3 separate regions of the Gossypium arboreum genome follow, and regions 1 and 2 are each linked to region 3. A link is a contact called in public Hi-C data. All regions are on one chromosome and are shown on one strand. Each heading gives the region's core, a stretch centred on a gene start, on an enhancer-like site or on the middle of the called end of the contact. The rest is flanking DNA. Distances are from core to core; before and after follow the strand shown.

Region 1 (3,704 bases), core at 1,077-3,576, 140 kb before region 3:
TGATGCAGGCAGTTGAGGATCCTTGTGATTTTGTGCTTGAATGGGCTTTCTCTAATACTCTGGCTGGGTCAATGGAACCCTTTGGTTCATCTTGAATTGCTGCCACTGAATTACACATAAGTTCACGGGCAAATTCATCAGCATCAACGCCAACTTCCACCCAGCCACCAACACCATCAGCTACCCCTATGGCTTCGTCATTGGCACAAATGAAGTGAGCATCCTCTCCTCCTGTTTCTTCCTTAGCAGGATGTGGGAGATAACAAGACCCTGAAACTAGTCTAAAGCTTTTCTTGTTTGGAATAGCTCTGAAATCAACACCAAAGAACCAAACGGTGGAAAATAAGTACATGTGTAGATATCGTCTTAAAATGCTTGAGAATAGCTAATATCAGAAAAGTATAAAGATTATTGTATTTGTAGATTACTACTCAAATATAATTTGTAAAATTAAAAAAAGAAGTTAAAAGAAGGGACAAATGGTAACATATAAAATAAATTGAAGATAAGAGGACATTCTTTACAGGTAAACTTGCAGCCCGTTCATCCTTAGAACTCCCATCAAATGACAAATCATGAGCTGCCCTAGAAGAGGTACAAGACAAAGATGATGTGTGGATATTTTTCATCCTTGGACCAAAAGGAAGATTATATCCGGTATTTCTCTGCACTGCGTCACAAAAATTGTACCCACAAACAAGACGATTGTTGCGCTGTTCTTGCTTTCTCAAAATCAGGCTAGCTTTTTGGCAACTGCTTTGACTTCGATCAGCAAAATAAACCCCACTAGGTTTCAAGAAGTCCAAGCCATTCCCACAACTTGCTACCAACTCATCCATATAAACATCTCCGAAAACAGCCTTGGAACTAGACACAGCCATTGTTTTTGCCCTAAGACAAAACAGGTTCCGAATACAACTATTATCAGATAGAGATTTACCAGAGTAAGAGAAAGACTGAATCAACCCTGAATTCACAGACAAAAATTTGAGCTGTCTAAGCAATGAACTTGCTGAGTCGGACAACGGAACTTGTTTTCCTGTAAGAGACCTTTGAAAACCAGTAAATACAACAGGTTTTAGCTTAGAAAACACAACTGCTGGCATCTTTAACCCTTATATCAAGTTCCCTTAATTCAACCACCGTTTGAGAGAATACCAGACCTTGTATTGCAAACAAAAGGCTATACGTTGACACGCGTGTAACCACCTACCAGCAATTTCCTCTAAGGAAGCATATTTGTCTCAATACCTGAAATAGCAGACAAAATAGAGGTATATTATATTATATGTATTATGTACATTAAGGTTTGGGCTTTAGGAGCGTAGCAAAGATGCATAAGCTCACAAAATTCAACAACAAAAAGGAAAGAATGGGAAGAGTTGAAATCACTTAAGCTACTCACATGGCTCAAGAATTATTCAAATTGCATTTAGATCAAAAAATAATAATAATATATTAACTGGATTTTAACAAAAATAATAATATTACTCATGAAAAATGGTTTTGGATACATTGTTTTTTATTCTTTTCTTAGCAACTTTTGAGCATTAGAAGAAACGAGTAACCAAAACATAGCTTAAGTGTACAAATGCCTTTTTAAAGTTAAATATTTCTGGCATACAATAAAAAGAAAACATATGAATTCTGCATACATCAATGACAAAAACACATGGATAATTTTAAATTTTTAATCATCAAAAAAGAAGAAAAAAAAAACGTAGGTAATTTAAAGAATCTAAATGCTGAGAAATATAATTCACAAAAACTAGAACTCTCAACAACTACCTACAAACTACAGACAATAGCCAAATAAAATGCAGAACTTGATAATGAAAGAAAAAAAAAGAACCTGTTGAAGCGGCTTAATCTGGTATTATTCGACACCTGAATGTTAGAGACAAAAAGGAAAGAAAGCAAAGAGAAAGAAAGAAGAAAGAAGCTCCGAAGAAAGACCTAAACGAGAATCGACGATCTCCGGAGCTTCTTCGCTGCCTCTCCCTCTCCCTCTCTCCCTCTCCCTTCGGCTCTGCGGATGCTGCGGATGTTTCACTTTTTCAGGGCAAGCGCTGTATTGAGGATAAACACGTGATACATTCTTGGACACGTACCCAACCCAACCCTCTATTCTTAGGACTTAAATGTATTTATTTCAAGTTCTTCCACCTAGATTTAATAGAAAAAAAAATAGATTTAATAGAAAATATTAATACCATAATTAAATTATGGTTCATAAGTTATAAGAAATGATTAATTTTATATAGAAAAAATATATGAAAGTTGTGAGTAACTATGTTCTATACTTGCATGCTTAATTTTTTGTGTAAGTTTTCAACTCTTCAAGTGCAGTTGTTAATAAGTGAGTTTTAGTTTTGCTCAGTTTATTAATTTTAGATTAAATTGTATTAATTTCTAACCTACTTATAATGTAATAGTTTGATTTTGTATTATAATTAACTTTTAACTATCTATTTTAATACTTTAATATTTATAATTACTTCAACTTATATTTATATTTTGATGGTATTTTATTTATTATAGAAAAATTGGAACCCACAACAAGAGTGTGAGATATGAGGTGACGGTCAGTGGGAGGTTGGTGACTGACTATTTTTATAATATAGATTAAGCAAAGGTGGGGCGTGGACGGGTGGGTGCAATAAACAAATGGAGGGTTAGCGAAGCGGGGAGTTGAAGAGCGACGAGGTCCGTTCTTTTTTTAGGTTTGGGGTACAGCAAGGTTGTGGTGGTGGAGTCGCCTCATCCAAAAGTTTTGTCTCTACCTAGATATAAGTTTTAGCTATTGGATATCAAAATTTCTTTCTAAAAAAAAATCAATTAAATGATACTAATAAAAAGGGCTACATCAATCAATTAATCAGTTGAGTAATGCTAAAAGCTTCTTCTTCTTTTTTTTTTTCTTTTTGCGTAATGCTAAAGGCTATAAGAAATGGTAAAAAAAATGCTCCAAAATCAATGGAGCCCATTAATGGATTATTTGGCCCAAATAGGAAAGAAAAGGGAAAACACCCAGTTAAACATCTTATTCGTTGTCTATATGGTCCTGAAGCCCAATAAACCATTACGGTTTACAAAAGTCGAACTATTCTTGGAATTACATTACTTGAGTTCAACAAATAACCAAACAAATCCATTATTTTCATATAACTTGGGCAATAGTCTACGTACTAGCAAACATAAAAATAAAATGGGATAAATGGTACGAAAGGGAAAACCCAGCACAAATTTACAGATCAGCAGAGTGGAAGATCAGGAGGTGGAGGTGGCAAATTCTGCATTTTGCCTTTCCCATTCTTCACTAGAAAAGCCATTGACAGTCCCCATGTTGTGTGCACTTCCAGATGGCAATGCATGAACCTCATTCCTGAATTATTCATTACAGTTAATAAAGTAATCAAGGTGACAAAATAAAAACAAAACTGAATGAAAAATTTTATGGTTTTTAGCTATGAAATTCACCTGGATTATCAGCTCTGAATCGAATGACTGCCCATCTGCCTTCTGGCACACCCACTGTGTTCCTATAGGGAGGAAGGATTGTACAAGTTAAGAAGTGCAGTGGTGGAGTTATAGTTGCCAAGACCAGTGCCCAACAAGTAGAAGCTAAAGCCGTGAAGGTGTATGGGATGCTTCTCAGTTCCTACTGTGCCAGTGTCTTGAAATATGACTTGAACTGCCCAACC
Region 2 (3,489 bases), core at 808-3,307, 220 kb before region 3:
CATGGAACTTATGGGGGGAGCTCCACCTTATCTGTTTCACATTAATTTATATTATATTCACGACATGAAAAAATCAATCTCTTTATGAAGTATACATTCGAGACTTTTTCCAAAGACACAGACAAAGTGGGTAGTGACTCGTGTCCTTGTCTCCACTCCAATATTCCCCCAAAGCATCAGTCAAGTGAACTAACCATGACACGTAAATAAGTGTGCAAGTTTTGTTATCATCAAAACCACATGAAAAACTAATTAAATCCAAAGGGTGATTAACAATCTAAGTGAATCATAATTTCAGCCGAAAATTGGACCTAAACATAATATATATGAATAGTTAAATTGTGGGGTTTAAGTAAATTATAATTTTGTCACAACAATTTAACACTTTATCAATGGATTTCATTTTTCAATTACAAAATTGTGGATATCAGAAAAAAAAATGTTATGTTGTTTTAAGCAGCTCTTCCACCTCATTTACTTTGTTTTTTAGTTATAAAATCATAACCCAATCCCCTATTCTTTTGGCTTAAAATCCAATAGTGGAAAAGTTTATCTTAAGAGTGAAATGATGGAAATGTAGGAAACATTATCCAATCAAAAATTAGAAACTCTAATTTTTTATAAAATCAAGACGTCAACAATGACGACATATCCTCTCTTCTACTTCTGACCTTAAGAGATTTCTCCAACAACCTTAATATTCTTTCAAAAAGAAAAGATTGCTTCCCCGATGCATCTGTAATAATAATAATTCTTAATTCCCTTGAAAAAAAAATGATAATACTTAATGAAAGTACTAACTAATCCCAAATTTTCATAACTTTTCTTTATGTTTTTCATTCGTCTCTCGAGCCACGATTGAGATATGGTTAAAAGTAGTCATGGGGTATTGGCTCATAGTTATAACCATTTTACAGACACATGGAAATAAGTGAAAATACCTCCCAATTGGACAACAATGGCTGACTAGAATGCCCAGATCCAGAGGCCAAACCTAATTTACCAACTTTGTTTATTGACTTCAATAGTGGCCAGCTTTGGGATCCCCAAACCCCTTTTAATTAACTTGCAAAATTATGTATTACTTGCTTGCTTACCACCATCACCCCTTATCACTTAATTTGGAAAGCCTACCAATTCTAGTTTTGTCTAAGGAGATCACAATTAAGAGAATGATTTATGTTAGGTTTTAAGTTAAAATCAGGATAATTATTTCTTTTACAACTTTAAAAAAAATATCATCCTTATCTCATGCACAGAACTTACATGAAAGAATATCATAGAGGTGTGTTTGATAAATTACAAAAAATTTCAACATTTAATATTTTAAATTTATTTAGTAATTATTTTAATTTTTACTTAATATAAAATTTTAACCAAAAGTATTGAATAAGGTAAGAAGATATATAGCTACTTATTACTTGAGGTAGAAAATATTAAATTGATTTTATTTTATTAAAAATTGAAATAAATTATTAGTTTTAAATAAGATATTCAAATTATCGTATTTATTTTCATCTAAAATTATCTAAAATAATATAAAATATTATATTAATAAGATTAAAATTAAAATAAATAATTTTTAAAAATCAATATTTACTTTTATCAAACAATATAATTATATTCCTTACTTATATTTACTAATTTTTAAATAATTTTTGATATAAATTCAATACTTATAAAATTTAACAATAAAATTTAATACATAATTTTTCACATTTAAAATTTTCAATTAATCAATCACATCCTAAAACTTTAACCAAACCATGTATTATATAGTGAAAAAAAAAACGATGAACTTTTGAAATTTAGGGTTTTGTTGTCTAACTTTATCCACTTGTTGGACGTGGGGATGGCAAATTTGGTTGACAGAATTTTCCAAACTAGTTCAATGATACAGTTTAGATGTGACAGTATTTCTTATTGTCTCAAACTAGTGTACCAAATTGTAATACTATAATGGTATTGTTGTTATTCATAAGAACGTGATGTCCAATATTGGAAACAAAGGTCTTATGGTAAACAAACAACTTCTAACTAGTCCTACTCTTAACCCTATAAATAAACCACATCACTTCCTTAACTCATCCATTACTTCTCTCAGGGATCACCCATTTCTCAATTTAGGTGAAAGCCAGAGGAAAAAAAAAAAAAAAAACACACCCGAAAAGCTAGAAAGAAAGAGAAAATGAGCCAAGATTATGAAATGATGACAAGCCAAATGAATGAACATGAAGATCATATTGCTCTTATCTCCCAAATCTACCCTGGATTTTACACCCAAATTGCAACACACCAAGGTACTGATCAGTGTGGCATGGACTTAAAACCACAAACATATTTATTCTTGCATTGTTTTATAATTAAGCCAGGCTTTTGGTTGAGCAGGGGAACCGAAGCCTCGACGGCGGCGGAAGAAGAACAAGGGAGGGGAGAACAGCCAGTGTGCGGTGGCTAAAAAAAGGAAGCTTAACCAGGAACAAGTCACTCTCCTTGAACTTAATTTTGGTAACGAACATAAACTAGAGTCAGAAAGGAAAGATCGGATTGCTTCAGAGCTGGGACTTGACCCTCGTCAGGTTGCTGTTTGGTTCCAAAATCGTAGAGCTCGTTGGAAGAACAAGAAGCTGGAGGAAGAGTATAGCAAGCTCAAGTCTCTTCACGAAACTGTTGTTCTCGACAAATGCCGACTTGAATCCGAGGTATGTAAATATACATATATCTTTTATTTCCCAAATGAAAATCATTTTAACTTGGAAAAAAAAAAAATCCGGTTTTAATCACACTTGTAAGTTTATTTGGATGTTTAAATGCAAACCCTTTGTTTTTCTTATATTTTAGACATATTTCCTTGTGGTTTCTTAGAACCAAACAGGAAAAAATATGTATGTTTTCAGAGATTAAATAATTAAAAAAATAATTCAAACTTGAGGAGGCGTTTGTTGGAAGGAAATGAAACTAATTAAGGAAGTAGCAGCGTCTTTGATCTTTATCTTTTTGATAAAGAAAGATACGGTGACCCACCAATATCAGAACATGCACGAGCTCAGGGCTCGAAGAAAGCCATGTCATGTACTTATGTTGTTGGGTTTAAGCTATTAAAAATATCAGTTAATGAGATCATAAGTTTATGTTCAATTAAAAGAAAGTGGGAAACGATATTCTTGGACAAAAAAAGTGGGATAACATTGACAAGGAACAACAAACAGCCACCTCATTGCACAACAAAAAGTAGTTGAAAATGTTTTTCCAATGAAAAACAGAGGGTCCACTTCCATACACCATACTGTCTTGTGGCAGGGGTTGGGCTTAGCCGAAGCCCACTTTTACATTCAATTTAAATTTGTTTCTTTGGTTACAATTATAGGTGGTAAAGCTTAAGGAGCAACTTAGCGAGGCGGAGAAGGAAATCCAGCAACTAACGGAACGAGTAGATGGGGTTTCCAGCAAAAGTACAAGCTCATCTGTACTGTCAATGGAAGCCATTGA
Region 3 (3,871 bases), core at 959-3,458:
ACTTATGTTTTCGTGCTTTAAAAATTTTTAACTTGGATTGTTTTAATCTTTAGTGCTCTTTTAGTTGAATTATCAATGTATGATTATTTGCGAATTATTTCGAAATATTATTGATGAGAATTACAAGTTAAGAGTAATCTTTTAGCTTGTCCTCAAGCAATTTTCCTTAGCACCCTCTTGTTATGTTGTTTAAGGAAGTGCCACTCTTAAAAGTCATGTCAAAGGTTGTGTTTGATTGAATACAACTCCATCATCAACTGAAATAATATTTCCATTCAAGTTGATTTGTTCATAAACTACTTTATTATCTTAATTTGATCTAAAGGTGACACCTATTGGTGCCAACTTTCATGGCTAACAAAAGGCTCGAGGGAATGTTGAAAAGTGGTCATCAGGATCTTGACTATCGTGAGTGTCAAAGTCATAGTATTGTATTTTTATCATCACCAAATGACCATATAATTAAAAAAAACATATTTTGCAAAATAATTTTGAGAAGCCTATATTAAAATTAAAAAAAAAAATCATTTATCAAGAGATAATTTCTTATAAATTCACACCAAGTCAACAAAAGAAATTGGAGAAATAAAAAAAAACTTGTGTCATATTTGGTGAAGATGCGTAAACTCATCCCAATTCAATGAAACATTATAGCATTAATGAATTAGTTATAACATGACAAGTTGGGCCTGAGGATATATCAGCCCATATAGGAAACTTTCACTGAGTTCAACAGAATTCTGAACGCCTTCATTACTTTCAAATTCATTAATATCCAATATATGGTGATCATAATTTAAATGCCTAAGACTCATTGTGGATTGTGATTAAACATAAATTGAATATTAATGGATAAAACAAAGTAATAAAATAGAGTCAAATCTATAAATCTCACATAAGTTATGCACATTTTATATGTGAAAATTTAATTTAATTGATTTAAATATTAAAATTTGATTAGTGAAATTGATGATTTGTAAAAGCTAAACTAAACTAAAAATATTATATATCTATGTTATATAAAATATTTATGATTGAGTTAATATCACGAGTCAACTATCTTTTTCATATACTTTTTCTGATTTCGTTGTTAGCACAGGTTTTACACAATCGATTGGATCATATAGATATCGTTTCAACACAACATAGATCGTCATAAGGACCTTAAAGACTCACCAAAACGAGAAAGTCAAGATCTTTCAGAAATTTAATTCCTATTTGAAGGGTGCATAACTACATGGATAAGCTTACATTAGCTCGTCAATTTAAGTTCCAATTCAAGATTTTCCTTGAGGTATCAATAATGGATTGGAATTTAATAATATTCATTCATATAGATATAGAAGAAAAGAATACATCAATTCAATGAGAAATTATTTAAAAATCATTTTAATAAAGTAATGAATATTAATATAAAGACTATTTGTCTTTTGCTATTTTAATATAAAATATTTAAATAAAACATTTAAAAATTGAACTTAAGCTCTTCTAAAAAATCGAAAGTGTAAAAAGGTTTATTTATACACGCTTTATCATTTTATCTATAACTCAATTTTTTTATAAACATAATTTAATATTACGTTTTTCTTTTACTCACATTATAAGTGTAACAAAATATAATGTTTAGATTACGTGATGTTCATAAAAGAAAAAAATATAGAGCCCAAATTATGACCTATTAATCTAGTCTTCACCTTTCTTATATAACTTGAGTTCGAATAATTTTTATATCACATATATGTATAATTATAATAACAATAATAATAATAATAATAATAATAAACACTAATGATTAAACTAACATTTTGAAAAGAAAAATATTGGAAAAGGTAAATAATCTTTTATATATATTTTTCTATTTAAATTTTTTCAATTGAGTTGATTTTAGTTAATTCGCAATATTAACTCAATTAAATTTTATATAAAAATTTATTAAATTTGACAATAAAATTATATAGCAACTATATTTATTAAAATGAATATAAAAAATAAATGAAATTTTGAATGAAATAGTTAAAAAAATTGAAAAAAGTTCAATTTTTATGGTGTATAATTTTTTATATTTTTATATGCAAAAGATGTAAAAGGTTAAGAAAAAACTTTTAAAACAATATGATTTATATTTAGTCATTATCTAATTCAACTAAATTTATGAATTAGTCCAAGTTTATGTACCTTGCACCAATTATTTTTTATTGAATTATTGTTAAGTTTATCATTCAGTTTAAGTTTATGGAGCTTGACTCGGTGAGTTAATTTAGAGGTGCAAATAATGATATTCCAATAACCTTAAGTAAGAACCGCTACTTTAATTCCTACTTAAACCGTTCTTAAATTTAAAATCTTGGTCATATCTTTTGTCGAATATTCACTGAAGCCTTTTATAAGAATCTTTCTCCACACTCAAAAGCTGCAAAACTTCAAGCCCTAATCGGTGGAAACCCTAGCCGGTAACTGGATTAACACTGATAACAAAACGTCGAAAATGGACCTGGATGATTTGGGAGAGCTCGACAGTTCAAGTCAGGCCAATACTCGAACCACCAAATTCGCGCCCAAATCTTCCAAATTCGCACCCAAATCTTCCAAATTCGCACCCAAACTCAAACCCACCTCTAAGCCAAAACCTGAACCCTCATCCAAACAAGAGCCTCAAGACTCCGCGCCCAAGCTCCAACCACCACCTGTGGAAGCAGTTTCCAAAAAGAAAGAAAACGATGAAGAAGATGTCAAGCCGCCGATGGTTGCTGAACCGAAAGCCGAACAATCGATATCAAATGGCGCGGTGAAGATGGAGATTGATGAGGACACTAAAGAAGATGAGATCTTGACTGAAGCCAACAGAGAAGAAGATCAAGGAGAAGAAGAAGATATGGTTGTTCGCGAAATCGACGTCTTCTTCACTCCTTCAATTGACGCCGACGCTCAGGTGATTGCATTTTTCTATTTCCTTTATTGTTTAATTTTCAGTTTTGCTTATTGTTTTTCCCCCTTTTGGAATAAAATTGCAGTTATATGTTTTGCAATATCCTCTAAGGCCTTGCTGGCGACCATACGAATTGGATGAACGATGCAAGGAGGTTCGTCTGTTTTTTCCCTTCAATTTCTTTTTCTTTTTCTTTGTATGAATCAATCTTATTCTTTAGTTATTTTGTAGGTACGGGTGAAACCTGATAGTGGGGAAGTGGAAATTGACATGTCTGTTGATATTGATTCGAATAATTATGACAGTGAATCTGCAAACAAATTGAAGATGACGAAGCAGGTTTGGCTCTGATATTACAATTTAATCAAATTTCAATCTATATATTTATAGGTATTGTATTTTTCCCCGGAAACATGTTCCGAGTGCTTTGCATTGATAAATTTTTTACATACTGCTACTGCATTTGTTGATAAGTTGCATTGTCGCATTTTCTTTTTACATAATGTCTTTTCCAAATAAATTTAGCTGCATAACCTAATTATGTATCCTCATTTCTTTTTAGACCTTATCTTCTTCATGGCTGCCACCACGTCCATCTGGCTATGCTGTTGGAGTTTTAATGGGCGATAAGGTGTGTGCATCTATTGTCTATGAGCTTGTTTGAGATTAGCTATATAATATTTTTTTCCCTTGATGGATGTTGTTGTTCTAAGGTCATTTTTATGGTGCAGTTGCACTTAAATCCTATTCATGCAGTTGTTCAGCTCCGACCATCATTGGCACATCTCAAGTCTGGTGTCTCAAAAAGAAAGGACACAGTGGCTGCTGAAGCAGAAGTTACTGTTAAAGTAGAACCTAACGATGGGAAAGCAGCTGGTCCATCAGCCAAGCAGGTAATTACTGATTATTGGGATATACTGTTATGAAATTTTTGAATTTAAGGTT

The links. Hi-C and Micro-C count contacts between places; a contact is called where the count stands out from the background.
Region 1: a contact with region 3 is called in a Hi-C map of leaf, with 3 times the contacts expected there. The contact joins the promoter of LOC108465033 here to the promoter of LOC108479910 in region 3. A contact is called at or near these places in 2 of 5 Hi-C or Micro-C datasets (both in leaf).
Region 2: a Hi-C map of leaf shows a contact between it and region 3, with 5 times the contacts expected there. The contact joins the promoter of LOC108465026 here to the promoter of LOC108479910 in region 3. A contact is called at or near these places in 2 of 5 Hi-C or Micro-C datasets (both in leaf).

The regions. Positions count from the first base shown.
Region 1 is chr11:28,217,735-28,221,438 of ASM2569848v2, reverse strand. LOC108465033 (probable protein phosphatase 2C 80) reads right to left here and starts at 2,326. Exons shown (of 6, transcript XM_053020883.1): 1 at 1,853-2,326; 2 at 982-1,251; 3 at 516-891; 4 at 1-292. The coding sequence starts at 1,106. It also overlaps the pseudogene LOC108465025.
Region 2 is chr11:28,294,958-28,298,446 of ASM2569848v2, reverse strand. LOC108465026 (homeobox-leucine zipper protein ATHB-40-like) reads left to right here and starts at 2,057. Exons shown (of 3, transcript XM_017765327.2): 1 at 2,057-2,300; 2 at 2,389-2,702; 3 at 3,368-3,489. The coding sequence starts at 2,189.
Region 3 is chr11:28,079,256-28,083,126 of ASM2569848v2, reverse strand. LOC108479910 reads left to right here and starts at 2,208. Exons shown (of 14, transcript XR_008274475.1): 1 at 2,208-2,929; 2 at 3,012-3,080; 3 at 3,158-3,265; 4 at 3,489-3,557; 5 at 3,658-3,819.